Regions from separate parts of the Rattus norvegicus genome. Here region 2 is linked to region 1. The links are chromatin contacts, called in public Hi-C maps. All regions are on one chromosome and are shown on one strand. The core of a region is the stretch at or near the end of the contact, and the rest is flanking DNA. Distances in the headings are between cores, read along the strand shown.

Region 1 (7,596 bases), core at 2,826-5,325:
AACTGCACGGGGCCAGGTCAGCACATTTGAGGCCTCTTCTATCCACTCATTGCGTGGAGACGGTCCTTTCTCACATCCCGATCTGTGAGAGCAAGTGAGAGACAGCCACGGTCCTTACGGAACCAGCCTGTGATGTAGGTTTCACATCTTCAGCTCGGGGCATATCATACAATTCATCACCCGGAAAAGGGGCCGAGCTGGAACTGGCTAAGGGCAGACACCAGGCCTTTGCTGTCAACTAGAAAAAGCCTTGAATATACCCCAATCTGCTCAGGTCAGTGTTCTCTGGACCTCTAGTACCTACATTTGAGCCAAAACCAAGTCTCTGTCAGGATGTTGTAAACTCCAAGTGTTGCTTCTTGATTCAACACTCAGCCCTCCAAAAGAGGACCTACTAAGGCAGGGCCTGGTTGGGCTGGCATACAGTCTTAGCTACTCAGAGGCTACATGTTCAAGGCTTGCCTGGGCTACGGAGCTATTTCAAGGCCAGACAGAGCCACTTACTTAGTAAGAGCTTGTCTCAAAACAAATAGTTCTTTTATAAGAAGAGTCTAGGAAGGTAGCTCGTGGCAGAGGTTCTTGGCTAGCAATGTGAAAGACTTGGTTATGCGATTGGCTATAACTGTACATCAGGTTACCTAAAGTCAAACGGGCTAATTATACATGACATGAAAGTTTCCTGCTGTTTTAAAACAGTCTCCAAGCAGGAGAGGGCAGAGAGGAAGAGGTTGGGCTTATTCAAAAAATATTGGCCATGTTGGTAACCGTCAGAGCCAATCATAATCATGGCCACGAAGGCCCTTTCTACTCTCCTCCTCCTGTTTATAGTTTCAGCTCTTCATAATAAGAATACTTCTAAGTTAAACTAATAAGGAGCGTCGGTTTCCAGATGTGTTCAGTGCCATTTTTATTCCCTTACAGGGGAAGAAAGAAAAAAAAAACCCATCAGAATATAAATTTCTTCTCGTGATCATATCAAGAAGTCCAACAAAAAATGGTGCCCGAAAGGAATCCATTGCTCACATGCAGTATCACCCCTTTGTCCAGCAAACTCTGCTTTTTGGCCGTCATGACAAAGTAGTGCGTGTCATCTTTGTAGTAGACGATGTTCTCTAAGTCGATACCTGCAACCAGAAGATAGACGTGTGAGAATTCACGGGGACTGGAGCGTCAGGAGATCCGTACAACGCTGGGCCTGGGTCTCTCGGAAAGGGCTGCAGAGCACCAGGCAAGAAAGCCGTCCAGGCTCAGACCCTCACTTCCTGCATGGAACTTCTTTTATGCTGTCCAATAACTCACTACGTATCGATGATGACCATTAGTGAACAAAAACACCAGGATGGGAAAAGCACGACAAACGAGAGGCCGATCTCCAAGGGGGGAGGATGGGTTGTTTAACCAGGTGAAGCCTCTGTGATAATCAAGGGTGCTTGAGGAAGTTCCTAGATTTCTAACAGGATAGACGCCTAAATTCAGACGGACAAATAATGAATTTTTATTCAGTTAACCTGAAAGATACATTGAATGGAAAGAAACCAAGCTCTAGAAAACAGAAAGAAGATACTTTTCTGTTTTACTGCAGCAAAAAATCTCTATCTACAGCTAACTGAATCCATGAGAAAACAGTCACCCATTCCTGACTAGCAATGGTTGCTGGTGATGACCTCAGGGAAGGCCAACAGTGATACCAAAGGTCAGGCCGTCAACACAACCAGAGCTGCCAGTGAGCAGCCTGCCCATCCAGCAGGAACCATACATCCTGGCTTGTGTGGTAGGTAGGGGGAAGGGGCTGGGGATGAGTTGGCAGAAGGCAAAACAAACAAAATCAATTCCAGAGCGGCCCGGTCACTGTGCTGAGGACTAACACAGGGCGGCAGTAGTATGGAAGCGTGCTAAAAGCCAGGGCAGGCACCACTAAAGAACAGCCCACAAAAGACCCAGCCGTGACATCCAAGGACACCCACGCCCACAACCCCTGGGCTCTGGAGGCACTGACACCAACCTGTGGCTTCTCTCAGCTCTTGGAAAAACTTTTGGTTAAATATAAAAGCCACCCCACTGATCTCCTCCACTTTGGCCTCTGCGGTTGTGTTGCGGTTGATAAAATTAGCCGTAATGGCGATGGCTAGCTTGCCACGGAATTCTTTTCGACGAAATCCTACAGGGAGAGACAGAAGGGATTCGGTCTTCGAATGAGAGAATATGGGGGGCCAGAGTCAGGGAAAAGTAGGCCGCTCACCTAACGGGAATGAAACAACACATGCAGTAAGTCCCACCCATTATCAGGAACAATGTGAAATCCACACAGGAAGTCCCTCCCATTATCATAGACAACAGGTAATCCACACAGGAAGTCCCTCCCATTATCAGGAACAATGTGAAATCCACACAGGAAGGCCTGCCCATTATTAGGGACAACATGAAATCCAAACGACCAGATTATTACTCAGTACTAAAGGTTACCCTTAACGTGGCGGGGTGCTGTGTGCCAGTCACATCTGTGCATACACTAAAAGCTGTAGCACGGACATCTTTAAGCTCATGTCCTAGTGTCCTGTGGGAAATACCCTTGCAGGCACTGACTGGGCAACATGCTTGCAATTTCTTAGGGGTGTGGTCTCTAGGACGGGTAAGCCTCCAATCTGTGAAAAGCCAGGCAAAGGAGAGTAGGCAAAAGCCAGTACCTTCCAACGTGTTCCTACGTCCATCCCCACCGATGATCACTTCAAATTCATATTCTGATACAGGATGAGTTTTGGGGTGCACCAATGCTCGCCACCCTATCCCTGTGGACCAAAGCAAAATGAAGGTCATAACCAAGGCTAGGTCATACCCAGACACCAAGACTTCACCAAATTCCAACCCACGGTACTTACTACGTGAAACAGAACAAGGGGCAGCCTCAGGCAGAAAACTGTGACAAGAGCTCACAAAGACTTTCCTTACCTTCGAATTTTTTATAATACAAATGCCCGCCACACCCAATACTGTGCCAAAGGCCTCTTAGGTAACCCAAAAGTCCAGAAAAGCCCAGGCTGCCTGAACAAAGACCCTTTTAGTCAGTGCTGAAACCACCTGCAAGTCCTTCTGGCTCCTCCCATGATCTCAGCTATGCTCACCCACTCAGTGTCCCCCAACCCCCACCCCGTCCAGTGGGACCCACGTTCGTTCTCTTGGTCCTCGGGAGGCTGGACAAGTCCTTGGAATTCCACATTGACATGAATTTCAATGCCCAAGATCAAGGCTACCTTCAGGAGGATTAGCTGGAGCTGACGGATACCTAGGAAAACACAGAGATCTCGAAGGTGAGGGCAAGGGGATGGGGAGGGGAGAGCCCTGTGATGCTTACCCTAAGGCACCCACCCATCCACCTCCGCTTAGGTTCCCAAAGGCTGGCACAGCAGAGACATGGCTCACAAGTTCTCATTTCTTTCTCCACACCGTAAACATCAAACAGTGGGAGAAACATTCTGGATACACTACGCCACCCCGCTTCAGGAGCTGGGTATTCTGAACATCCTGACGCGACTACAGAGACGGCACAGAACTGTGGCCAAGGAGAATCACACTTCTATTTCCTGGGTCCAGTGAGAGCCACTGTTATAGCGGTGTCCACGGACTTCAGAGGCACCTTAGTACTGCAAGCCACAGGAGAGGTGTGCCACGGGTAAGATGCTAGTGTCTGCCTTCTGACCTCACACCAGATGCACAAAAGAAATCACAACCCCACCCTGTGACTTACACCAGTGACTTACAGTTATGGAGACTGAGGACCAAAGGGACTGACACTCTTGTTCATTGTTACAGTAATAAACATAATTGGTGTCTAATGGGTCCCTACCAGATCTGGAATCAATACCCGGTAACGGAGGGACAGAAATCCTGTCCCTGATCTGAGATACTGTCTGCCCTAAAATAAATCTGGCCACGGATAAGGACTACAAATCCAATGAGTCAACCACCCTTGGTCCTCTCTTAAGGCCAACTTTACCTGCAGCCTGTGACTAACGAGCTAGGAGCACTTGCCAATCCCCTGCTAAGTCACCCTGGTTACTATTCTCCTCAGCTGACCATATCCTGGCCCTTCTGAGTCACACTCCCAAAGGCCGGCTGAGACCCGAGCCAGCACACACTTTATTTCTGTAGACAACTGTGGGTTCTGAGACGCTTTACAAATTACAGCCTGGCAGATGGGCTGAGCGCTCCTTCTTGCCAGTGGAATGTGGCAGCCGCCAGCTAGTGTTGGATAAATCGGTGTGACCACTTCAAACGGCAAAAAAGGTCTAATGGCTGAGTGTATTTCCAGGTCACATATGGAGGAGCTCAGAACAAATGCTCCTTACTGACATTTCCCTGACTAATTGATGACAGGAAAAAGATTTTTTTCTAGCTTGATGAGACTGATGCTGTTCCAAACTGGTTTCAGTTTGAGCACTTGCAGTCACGAAAACAGGACCATCTTAGACAAACACAAGGTCCTGAGTTCACTCGTCACACAGACTCGCACTGTGGACCTGGCACATGTGTCCAGGCCAGGACTCTCAATTTTATGTGTATGGTTTCCCAGGTCTGTCCCCATGGCATTGTTTGCCTGCTCTGTGTCCCCATGGCACTGTAGAGGGTGTGCAGGATCACAATGTAACCCCAAAGCCTGTGCACTTCTTCCTCTGAACTAAGAGCCATCAGAGGGTCAAATCCACACTGTCCACCTTATTCTCAATGTCCGCCCTTCCCCTCCACTGCATTGCATATACCGTGGGTACTCAGCAAGAGCCCAAGACCCAGCCAAATATCTGTAGTTTCTCTGTGTAGTCCTGACTGTCTTGGAAGAATTCTTAACAGGATTCTTATTATAAAAAGTAGAACAGGCTGGCCTTCAACTCAGAATCTGTCTGTATCTGCCTCCTGAGAGCTGGGATTATTAAAAGCATGAGCCACGATATCTGGCCCCAACTACAGATTCTTTAAATCAAATTTTAACTCCTTCTTGACAAGAGTTTTTCTTAACCCCACTTGGGGTTAAGAAGCCAGGTTATAGACAAAGATGGCAGGTGGGAATTCCGGATGGGCGGAATCCCTCATCTAACTCCTGAACAAGGGAAGCAGGAAGAGCTGCTGTTACTCACTGATGTGGTCGATGGCTCCGGCACAGAACTTGCCGTAGAATTTCTTGGCGCCCAGACCTCGAAGATCATGTATGGTGAAAGGCCAGAGATGTAAGACATTGTTGCGGGAGAAGGCATCTCGCTTTTCAATAACCACCACCTTGGCTCCCAACAAGGACAGGTCGATGGCCGTGCGGAGACCACAGGGGCCAGCTCCAATGATGAGACACTGAAAGATACAGGCACTTTAAGGGCCAAGGCCACGCCTCCCAAATCCCACTCCTCATAGCATTTACTCTGAGGGCCAAACTCCAGGACCAAGACATGGGATGCCTGCCTGGGACCGCAGAGTTCTTGCAGTGGCTAGGAGGATGAGCTCATGATAGCTGGGTAGGGAAGACTGAAACGTGGCTTGTCTACTTCAAGCAGCTTAGAGAATCCATAGATTCATCAGCAAGACTTAAACGGATCATCATCTACAAACAGTATGAAAATCACATCTTGTCTTTCATCAAGTCAGGACCCTTAGGAAGTCTCTAAGGTGGCTGCTGCCAAAGGAAAGAGTATTGGCTACATCCGGGCAACTGAGTCTGGGTCTACCACGTATATCGCTCCCAGGAGACAACCTTTAATACTCAAAAGCTCATATACAGAAAATATTTTTGTTTTTCAAAGATTGTATGTATGTATGTATGTATGTATGTATGTATGTATGTATGTATGTATGTATGTAATCTATCTATCCATTCACCATCCATCCATCCATCCATCCATCCATCCATCCATCCATCCATCCAATGTGTGTCTGCAAGCCAGAGTATATGTACACCATCTGTTTAACTCCTTTAGTAGGGGTCAGAGGCATCAGATGCCCACTGAGTGTTTTGTTTTAAAGTACATTTAGAGTGTGTATGTGTGTGTGTGTGTGTGTGTGTGTGTGTGTGTGTGTGAGAGCGCGTGTGTGCGCGTGTGTGAGCGTGTGTGATTTTTGAGAGAGGAGGGGATGCTGAGACGGGGGCCCAGAGCCTGAGAAGCAAGTGATCTTCCTCTGAGCTCCCCTTATTTTAAGTTAACGTGTAGTCGTTTGTGAAAACCAGGCCTTCAGATCTGACATTTCTCTATGGGATGGGTCGCTAGGTGTCCCACAGGGTAAATTAAAAGTCATGAAAAGCCAAGATAATAGCCCTGAAGCCACTGGGAATTTGTTTACTAACTTTCCCTAAACTTCTCCCAAAAGGATTTCTTCTGAGAAGAAGGCAGGGAACACCTCTCTCTCTCCCTCACTTCCTCACTCCAACCCTAGCTCAGGTGAGTACATCTCTCAGGTCTCTGTCCAGAGCTGTTTCCTGGGAACCAACTTCTCCATGCTGGAAGGACAGCATTAGAAATCCTTCGGTTCACAGGGTCCTTGCTTGGGAGTTACAGCAGACCTTGTGACAGGTGCTGAACACGGAAAGAGGATGGGCCAGGAACCATGAAGTCAAGGATGCTCACGTTGGCCTGGCTATGTTCCTGGTAAGCAACCTGTATTCCCCTACCAGTGTAAGGCTAGGGCGAGGCATCAGAAAAATAAAGTTACTACCCTCAAACTTTGACCATTCAATAAGTGACTCCGTGAAATACGCTCAGAATCAGGTCTGATGGGCAGAAGGAATCCCTTCAGGGCCGACTGAGGCCTGGCTCCCCTCCCAGACCCTCCCTACCTTTGTGTTCGTGCAGGCTTTGCCCTTTTTGTAGTCTTTGTGACTGCCCCGCTTGTCCAATTTGGCCCAGAGGGCTTTGGCCTTCCAGTAGTTGAGCTTGGACTTGAGTTTGTGGTAGAAGGAACGGTAGTCCTTGGGCTTCAGCTCCAGGTGGTCACAGAGCTCTTGGAAGGCCCTGAGGGTCCCCTTGCAGGTGGTGGCCTGAACAAAGCGGTCGAAGAGGACGTGAGCTTGGTTCGTTGTCTCCTGCTTCCTCTCCTCCATGTTCCCCTACTCTTGGCACGGCTCCACAGAGGGGCGGTGGAATGGTGCTGATCCGCCCAGCACTGTCACCTTAATCTAAGAGAAAACCAGGAAGAGAAGGAAATGGTCAACATCTCTGTTCATTTCCCAGGAGACAAGTTCCTGCCCGAAGAGCAGTGACAGTACCTGAGAGGTGTGCATTCAAACACTGCAGCCACCGTCTGGGTGTTGGGGAGATGACAGCCTAGGGGAGGACATCATCACAGAGACAATGTTACAGTGGACAATTCACAGCCTGCTGCGGCTTTCAGCTAGGCAAGGAAGCCACACAGGACTGGGCAGGGAAGCCACTGTGGCTGTCTCACTAGGGTCTCCTACATATCAGCCAACAGTCATTCCAAGTTTCCTGATGGAGGCCATTAAGAAACTACAGCAAGCCAAGAGATTAAAACTATAACACTCATCTGTAAGGATGGCTGCCCAGACCCTGTTAAACAGAGCTACTTAGTATGAACGACTTAGCATGAATGACTTTGAGGTTTATG
Region 2 (7,596 bases), core at 1,967-4,466, 72 kb after region 1:
GGAAAAAAATCCAACACAAGGATCAATGGTTGTGTACTCAGAGCCAATCACGTCACTTCTGCTTCTTCAAATTGGGGAAACACCGTACTATATAATTTGACTGCATTACAGGCAAATAAGAATCAATGTCACTGGGTTGGGGGTGTGGCTCAATGGTGAGCCTAGCTGAGGCCCAGGCACCTGCCTCCAAAGAAGATCAATCGGTGAGAAAAAGGAAGTTCACCTTGTCAAAGAAAAAGAAGTGACCAAATCCAGAGTCTGCTTCTGTAAAAATGTCACACCCACTATCACGCAACATAAACAAACCAATGATGGTTCTTATTCTTCCAAGTACATTAGCTCTGATAGCCTTTTAATCTGCTCATACAACCAGTTGCAAGAAGGGAGGAGGCAAGCGGTGGCTCCTTGCCGAGCCCAGAGCAGAGTCCACGAAAGCTAAGCGGCTACTCCTGCCTGCTGGTCCAGCTTCAGTCATCCTGGCGACTTCTCAGATGTCAGTGTCGGAAAAAAAAAATCAAGTCATGATTCTAGTTCCACTTGGACATGTCAATCCGTGGAGTAAAATCCTCACCTATAAGAGCAATCAACAGATCGAAGAAAGCTCTCCTACCCAGTGGTAGCACCTCTTCTAGAATAGGCACCATCCTGCCTTTCACAGTGCAGCCCTAGATCTGGAGAGATGGCTCAGTGGTTAAGAGCACTATTCTTCCAGGAGCCTGAAGGTTCAGCACCCATGTCAGACAACTCACAATCATCCGTAGCTCCAGTTCCAGAGATCTGATGACCCCTCCTGACCTCCAAGGGAACCTGCACACATATGGGCACTCACAGACACACTCACATGCATACCTTTAAGTAAAAATAAACATATAAAGTGCAACATACTGCTGGGTAGGTACACTGGTCACACCTATGATCTCTGCGCTCATGACCGAGACGCAGGAGGATCAGGAGCTCACTTGCCACAAAGCATGATCAAGTTGGTCATCCTTGGCTACACAGGGAGTCCGAGGTTAGCCCAAAATATACAAGACCCCCTATGCGAAAAATAAATAAATAAATAAAAGGAGCCAGCCTGGGTTACTCAGCAAGTTCAGACTGGAATACACACAAAGAGATCCTATCTCTAAAGAAAACAACCACCAAGCCAGGCAGTGGTGGCGCAAGCCTTTAATTTCAGCACTCAGGAGGCAGAGGTGAGTGGATCTCCTTGAGTTCCAGGCCAGCTTGATCTACAGACTGGGTTCTAGGACAGGCAGGGCTACACAAAGAAAACCTGTCTTAAAAAATAAAAATAAAAAACAAAAGACAAACAAAACCAAGAAAATGCATGAGACAGGTGGAAAAAACCTCAATTTTCCTTGTTTAACTTCTCCCAATGCAGAAGTGTTTCCGTATACCCCCTACTAAAATGTCTAGGAAGCTAAAAAGTGGGAGGGGAAGAGCTGGCCTCCTAGTTAGGGGGAGGGGCACCAGAGGCCCAACTCCATCCCACTGTTCAAAGCACTTTTCCCACATTATTTCCAAAGCCCATTCTCTCTCCCACACCTAGAAACCTCACGATACAACCGGGTTTTAGCCTTTTCAAAAGTGAGCACTCTAGCTGAGGAACCTGGTCCAAGTTCTAAGCCATTCTTTGCAGAACCAGCTGAACTGTCTTAGCTATAATTCTGAAATCAACACGTGCTATTAGTACACCACTAAAAGACAGTCTAACACTTTTACAACCTCGAGCCTAAGAAAGGCTCACTGGAAGGCTAAAATAACTGACTTGAGTGCATGTGGCAATCAAATACGGAATTTATGATATTCTCTTCAAGGCCCTTGGGAGATGTGCTCACAGAAGGCGGCCTCAATGAGCAGCATCCTTTGTGGCTAGATCATAAGTGAACTTATTCCTGCTGGAACGGCAATCTGTAAGAGGTCTTTCTTCCTCATAAAATCTCACTCTCTCTCACCACCAACCTAAGCGACTGTGTCAAACACACTCGGATGCACTGGTATTCAAATGCTAGTCTCTCCTTCCACCCACGGCACACTTTAAATAAACAAAACAAACAAACAAAAGACCCCACAATCTCTAACGATCTCCATTGCTCAGCATTAATCCGTTTCACACAAGCCATAATTAATGCCTGAGTTAAACACCTAAATCAAAGCAATACGGATGTGGTGTGTATTCTTGGAAATAACTTTCTGTCTCCAGACTCGGGATGGGGGGAGGGGGGAGGGGTACAGAAAAAAGTCAGCCAAGATACAAAGCTGACCCACGCTCCCAATTGCGCCGAGGCTCCTGAAGGACCCCTTTTTCCCAGCAACAATTGTGAAAGAGCTGGATGATGCCGATGCTTGCCAAGCAGAGATACCAGAAACCTGCAATCGGCCATCACGCCGGCTGTCTGAAAACACCAGACAAGCCCATATCTGGGTAGGGCTCTCCAAGGTTATTCTTAAGCTGGTGATGTCTAGCGTGCCATGGGTACCTCCAACAGTGTTGTCACTTTGTAAGGCAGTTGGGGGGGGGGGGGCGCTGAGATAAGAAGCCTCCGTGGCTCCCGGTACCCGACTCAGTCTACCACCAGACGGAAATGTCAAGAGTTCTCTGTCATGGCCACCTGCCATAACAGCAACCTACACACTGCGCCTGCTGGGCTCCAGACTAGGGACAACGGGGAGCGCAGCCCCACTCCCCAGGACCCTACAAAGCCTCTTGGGGCACACCCAGTCCAAGCCGCTCAGTCCCTTTCCTACTAGCCAGACAGCTCTCTGGAGTTCTCCCAGGGCGCGACCTGACCTAGCACCCGACTCCTGGAGGTCAGGGACCCGGACACGGGCCCGGTAGAGCGGGAAGCGCACAGGGGCTTCCTCGCCAGAGCCACAGCTCCGCCAGCGTTCCGGACGCACGCGTCCACCAGAGGGAGGCACAAGGCACGGGGCGGGCCGGGACCCCGGAGCTGCCCCAGTGGGACGTGTCCAGCCACGCATCAGGGCGCCGCGGCCACCCGCGCCAAAGCCGCCCGTGGGCCAGCCGCCGATCCCCGGCACACCGAGGCGCAGCGTAGGCGGGATGTGGCTGCTCCCCGAGAGCACAGGGCTCACCTCTGCTTCATGCTGCTGTGTCCTCGTGGCCGGCGGGGCCACCCAGCCGCGCGCCGGGACACGCAGCCGCAGCCCCCGCGCGCTAGCCCGCAGCGTCCGGCGCGGCAGCAGCAGCACTAGCGGCGGCAGGAGCGGCGCCGCCGGGGCGGGGCCAGCACATGGGAGGGCGGGGGCTGCGGCCCTCTAGGCTGGACCACCGACCCCAACGGGGGCGCACTTTCTCAGTGCTCCCGCAGCTCACTCCTGCTCCTCGTTCTCTGAGACCCGGTTGTCACTCTAGGGTTGATCCTTTCATAATCTCACAGGTCACAAGCAGAAGGTAAAGAAATGCATAGCCGCCAGTCCCTCCTACTTGCTCTCTCCCCCCTCGGTATGGACCATATGGTATATTCCTGAAAGCCCAATGGTGTAGGAGAGGAACGAGGTGATTGGCTGGGAATCTTGGAAGGGGAGAGAAGCTACACAAAAGGGCCAACGGGATAACACCAGGGGCATATCAAAGCCGGCCAGACCCGCGACGGGAGGACATCCTTAAAGGGGACTTGTTTGTTGCCCTCAGAAGCTGCCACAAAAACAAAGCTAGAATTTTCTTCCTGATCTTATCCAGATGAGACAAAGTAGGGAAGTCTCCGACTTAGGGGGTAGTAGCTATCGAAAACTTCTGAGAATTGGGTCTATATGTCCATGTGACTTTGAATGGATAACTCCAACTCTCTGCCTCAGTTTCCTTTTTCAATCCGATGAGGTTATTAGACCACGCTTGACCTCTAGAAAGCCTTCCTCGTCTTTTTCGAGAGATTAATCTCTTCAGTTCCGGGCATCTTAAGGAACTGTGGTTGAAAGCAGGTAGACTTTCTACCAACACTTCTGTACAAACAGACTGAATAGTCTTTCAAGGTTTTTTCATATGTAAAGGAGCATTATTCTTCCTACCAGGGTGTGGAGATCATCCTACGTCTGCGTCTCCCAGAGTCAGAAGAAGCCTCAGTTAATTTCTTCACTGAACTGCCGGACTGTGCAGGATTCCAGTCTTCAACAAATCCCACGGGCTGAATAAGTCTGTTCCTGGCTGAAGTCTGTACAAACCACTCAACTATGCAGGGGTCCCCTTGCTTTTTGTTTTTTGGTTTTTGTTTTTTGTTTTTTTTTCCCCTTCAGTCACCTTCCATGTCTAGCTGAAGATCAACAAACGTCTCTAAAGGCCTGGTCATCTTCCCCTTAGTCCAGGAAGCCAGACTGGTTCAGACAAATTCCACTCCGTTTGCACGGAGTGTTGTGTGGCGCTGGAGGGCACGCGTGAAGGTCAGAGGACAACTTTTAGGAATCAGTTCTCTCCCGCCACGGGTTCTGGGAAATCAAATTCACAGGCCCTCCCTCTACTTTCAGAAAATTTCAGCTTGCACTCCTTGGCTTCCAAACCGTAAGATATTCCGGATGCTTTTCCTGAGAGTTCCTCTTGTAGCCAGACAACCCATCTTCCAAGCTATTGTCCAGGGACACGGAGAAAGTTCGAATCTGCTATGGAGCTCTTCTAACCTGTAGCTATTGACAACGGAGAGCTCCCATTTCTACCTTGTGCCCCTGTGACCCTAAATTTCTGTACTTTATGCCCCTACATGCACTCCTCTCTGTCCCCAGGATCCAGCAGCAGCTGCTGTCCGTGCTTATGAACTGTTATGATTTAGATAAGTAGTGTCCTTCAGAAAGGCTCATGGGTTTGATGCTCGGCCCCCAGCTGGCTTGCTATTTTGGGAGGTGCTGGAAACTTTAGGAGGTGGGGCCTGACGGGCTGAAGTAGGTCATTAGGAGTTATCTTGTCCCCTGGCCTCTTCCTGACTGTCCTTCTGCTTCCTATCCTCCACGAGGTCCGAGGCTTCCTACTGCCATGCTGTTCCTGCCGGATTCCTGTTGCTGGGGCCCCAAGTCAACAGAGCCGGGAACCGAAGATGGAAATCACGAATTAAAAGAATTCCTCCCTTAAACTGTTTAAGTCAGAGATGTTTCTCATAACTGTGAAGAAGCTGACTAAACACAGTATATCAGTTCTGTTGGGAGAGGGTTATGTGTGTCTTCTCATTACAACCTCAGATTAATGCTATGAAGGGCATTACTTCTATTCATAGCTGAGAGGGGAAAAGCGTGTGAAGAAGCTAATCTGTACAAGGGCCCAGACAAAGAGGCCTGGCCCTAGGACCACCCTATAATCCTGCTGTACAGCACTGTGCCGGGGGTGGGGAGGATTTTTGTTTTGTTTGTTAGCCTGATGTGTGCCAGGGGTGTTTGGGAAGAGGGAGTCTCCACTGAGGAATTACCTCCCATCAGATTGACCTGTAGGCTACTTCCTGAGGCATTTTCTTGATCAACAATTGCTATGAGGGCCAAGGCAATTGTGGGCAGTGCCACCCCTGGGCAGGTGGTCCTGGGGTGTGTAAGAAAGCAGGCTGAGCAACACGGAGACAAGCCAGTAAGCAGGGCCCCTCCATGGCCTCTGCATCAGCCCCTGCCCTGACTTCCCTTCATGGTGGACCACACCTAGAAGCTGAGATAAACACTTTCCTCAAAGTTGCTTTTGGTCACGATGTTTTATCACAGAGGTCACAAGCAAACTGTGACAAATGCTGTCTCCTAGTTTTCATAAATCTACTCCATGTCAATAAAAGATGAAGTCAGGCTGGGGGCCCTGTGGTAGAGTGAGCTTTAGCTTGCTTGAAACCTCAGGTTTGATCTTCAGCAAAGGAAAGGGAAAGGGAGAGAAAAGAAAAAGAGAAAAGGAAGCAAAGGTGGGAAAAGGAGAAGAGAGGGGAGGAGGAGTGGAGAGGAGAGAGGAGGGGAGAGCAGAGGAAGGGAGGAAAGGAGAGGGGAAGGAAGGAGGGGAAAGAGGAGGGGAGGGGAGGGGGACCAGAGGAGAGGAAAGGAGAGCAGAAAAAAGGAGCAGGGGAAGGGAGAGCAGAGCAGGAGAGGGGAGAGCAGGGGAGGGGAGAGCAGAGCAGAGTAAGGGAGGGGAGAGCAGAGCAGGGGAGGGGAAAGCAGAGCAGGGGAGGGGAGAGCAGAGCAGGGGAGGGGAGAGCAGAGCAGGGAGAGGAGAGCAGAGCAGGGGAGGGGAGAGCAGAGCAGAGCAGGGGAGGGGAGAGCAGAGCAGGGGAGGGGAGAGCAGAGCAGGGGAGGGGAGAGCAGAGCAGGGGAGGGGAGAGCAGAGCAGGGGAGGGGAGGGGAGAGCAGGGGAGGGGAAAGCAGAGCAGGAGAGGGGAGAGCAGGGGAGGGAAGAGCAGAGCAGGGGAGGGGAGAATAGAGCAGGAGAGGGGAGAGCAGGGGAGGGAAGAGCAGAGCAGGGGAGGGGAGAGCAGAGCAGGGAGAGGAGAGCAGAGCAGGGGAGGGGAGAGTAGAGCAGAGAGAGGAGAGCAGGGGAGGGGAAAGCAGAGCAGGGGAGGGGAGAGCAGAGCAGAGGAGGGCAGGGGAGGGGAGAGCAGAGCAGGGGAGGGCAGGGGAGGGGAGGGCAGGGGAGGGGAGGGCAGAGCAGGGAGAATAGAGCAGAGCAGGGGAGGGGAGAGCAGAGCAGGGAGAATAGAGCAGAGCAGGGGAGGGGAGAGCAGAGCAGGGAGAATAGAGCAGAGCAGGGGAGGGGAGAGCAGAGCAGGGAGAATAGAGCAGAGCAGGGGAGGGGAGGAGAGAGCAGAGCAGGGAGAATAGAGCAGAGCAGGGGAGGGGAGGAGAGAGATAATTTCAAAACAGTTTCTATGCTTGCAATGTCATCAAAACAAGACTGTGTGGAGGACTGGCAAAAGTTTGTCTACACAAGGAAGAAAGAAACCACAGCTCACGAAGCACAGCAGCTTGGCCAAGGTTAAGAAGGCTGTCTACTTGGGAGGCAGAGGCAGGAGGATTGCAAGTCCCAGGTCAGACTGGTGTACATTCCGAGATCCTGCCTGAGACAAACCAGAGCTTTGGGCCCTAACTCGGTGGCAGAATAATCACATAGCATATGAATTGCCTTGGGTTCTGTCCCTGAGGCCTCCAAAAATAAATGGAGCCCGGTTTTCCAAAGCATACGCCCTGTCCACTGCAATCTCCCACTCCCTCACAGTCCTTTTACAACATGTAACAAGTCGGCAGCAGGCGTAAGCAGCAAGCAAGGAGGGAAGAAATACAGAACAGCAGAGTGTGTGCTGAAGAGTTCAGGGGCTGTGGCGTGAGCAATGAGCTTAGGTCTGCAGAAGAGGGAAAGCTCCCACCACCTGAGTCCTTGGACTGGGGTGAGCCCTGTGTCCGTGAGGAAGGGCAGCATGCAGTGCCTCAGAACCAGAAGTTAGTAAAATAGCCTGGCCCCTGGCAGAATACATCCCCGAAAATACAGGTTGGGCTAATTATTTCATTCTTTTTAAGCTGTTGAAATCCTAGTAAAATTGTGTGGGGTTGGGTCTGCAAGACAGCTCAGAGGGTAAAGGGGCCTGGCTCCAAGCCTGACAACCTAGGTCCTGTCCCTGAGCCCCACTTGGTAGG

What was found. Hi-C and Micro-C count contacts between places; a contact is called where the count stands out from the background.
Region 2: a Hi-C map of mammary epithelial cells shows a contact between it and region 1, with 2.6 times the contacts expected there. The contact joins the promoter of Mical3 here to the enhancer-like site in region 1. A contact is called at or near these places in 7 of 12 Hi-C or Micro-C datasets (frontal cortex, kidney, liver and 3 more) and 1 of 1 datasets of contacts at active chromatin or transcription factors (oligodendrocytes).

What each region holds. Positions count from the first base shown.
Region 1 is chr4:155,929,081-155,936,676 of GRCr8, forward strand. It overlaps Mical3 (microtubule associated monooxygenase, calponin and LIM domain containing 3), which reads right to left. Exons shown (of 32, transcript NM_001415882.1): 2 at 6,809-7,147; 3 at 5,127-5,334; 4 at 3,164-3,280; 5 at 2,685-2,786; 6 at 2,003-2,158; 7 at 1,024-1,124. The coding sequence starts at 7,072. Among named protein-coding and RNA genes, the nearest start is that of Mical3, 72 kb to the right of the region's middle. Within about 2 kb of position 4,076, at least 19 of the 93 cell types and tissues checked have an H3K27ac peak or open chromatin away from gene starts, as enhancers often do.
Region 2 is chr4:156,002,022-156,009,617 of GRCr8, forward strand. It overlaps Mical3 (microtubule associated monooxygenase, calponin and LIM domain containing 3), which reads right to left and starts at 3,217. Exons shown (of 32, transcript NM_001415882.1): 1 at 3,100-3,217. LOC134486633 (a long non-coding RNA gene) reads left to right here and starts at 3,393. Exons shown (of 2, transcript XR_010065917.1): 1 at 3,393-3,716; 2 at 4,036-5,081.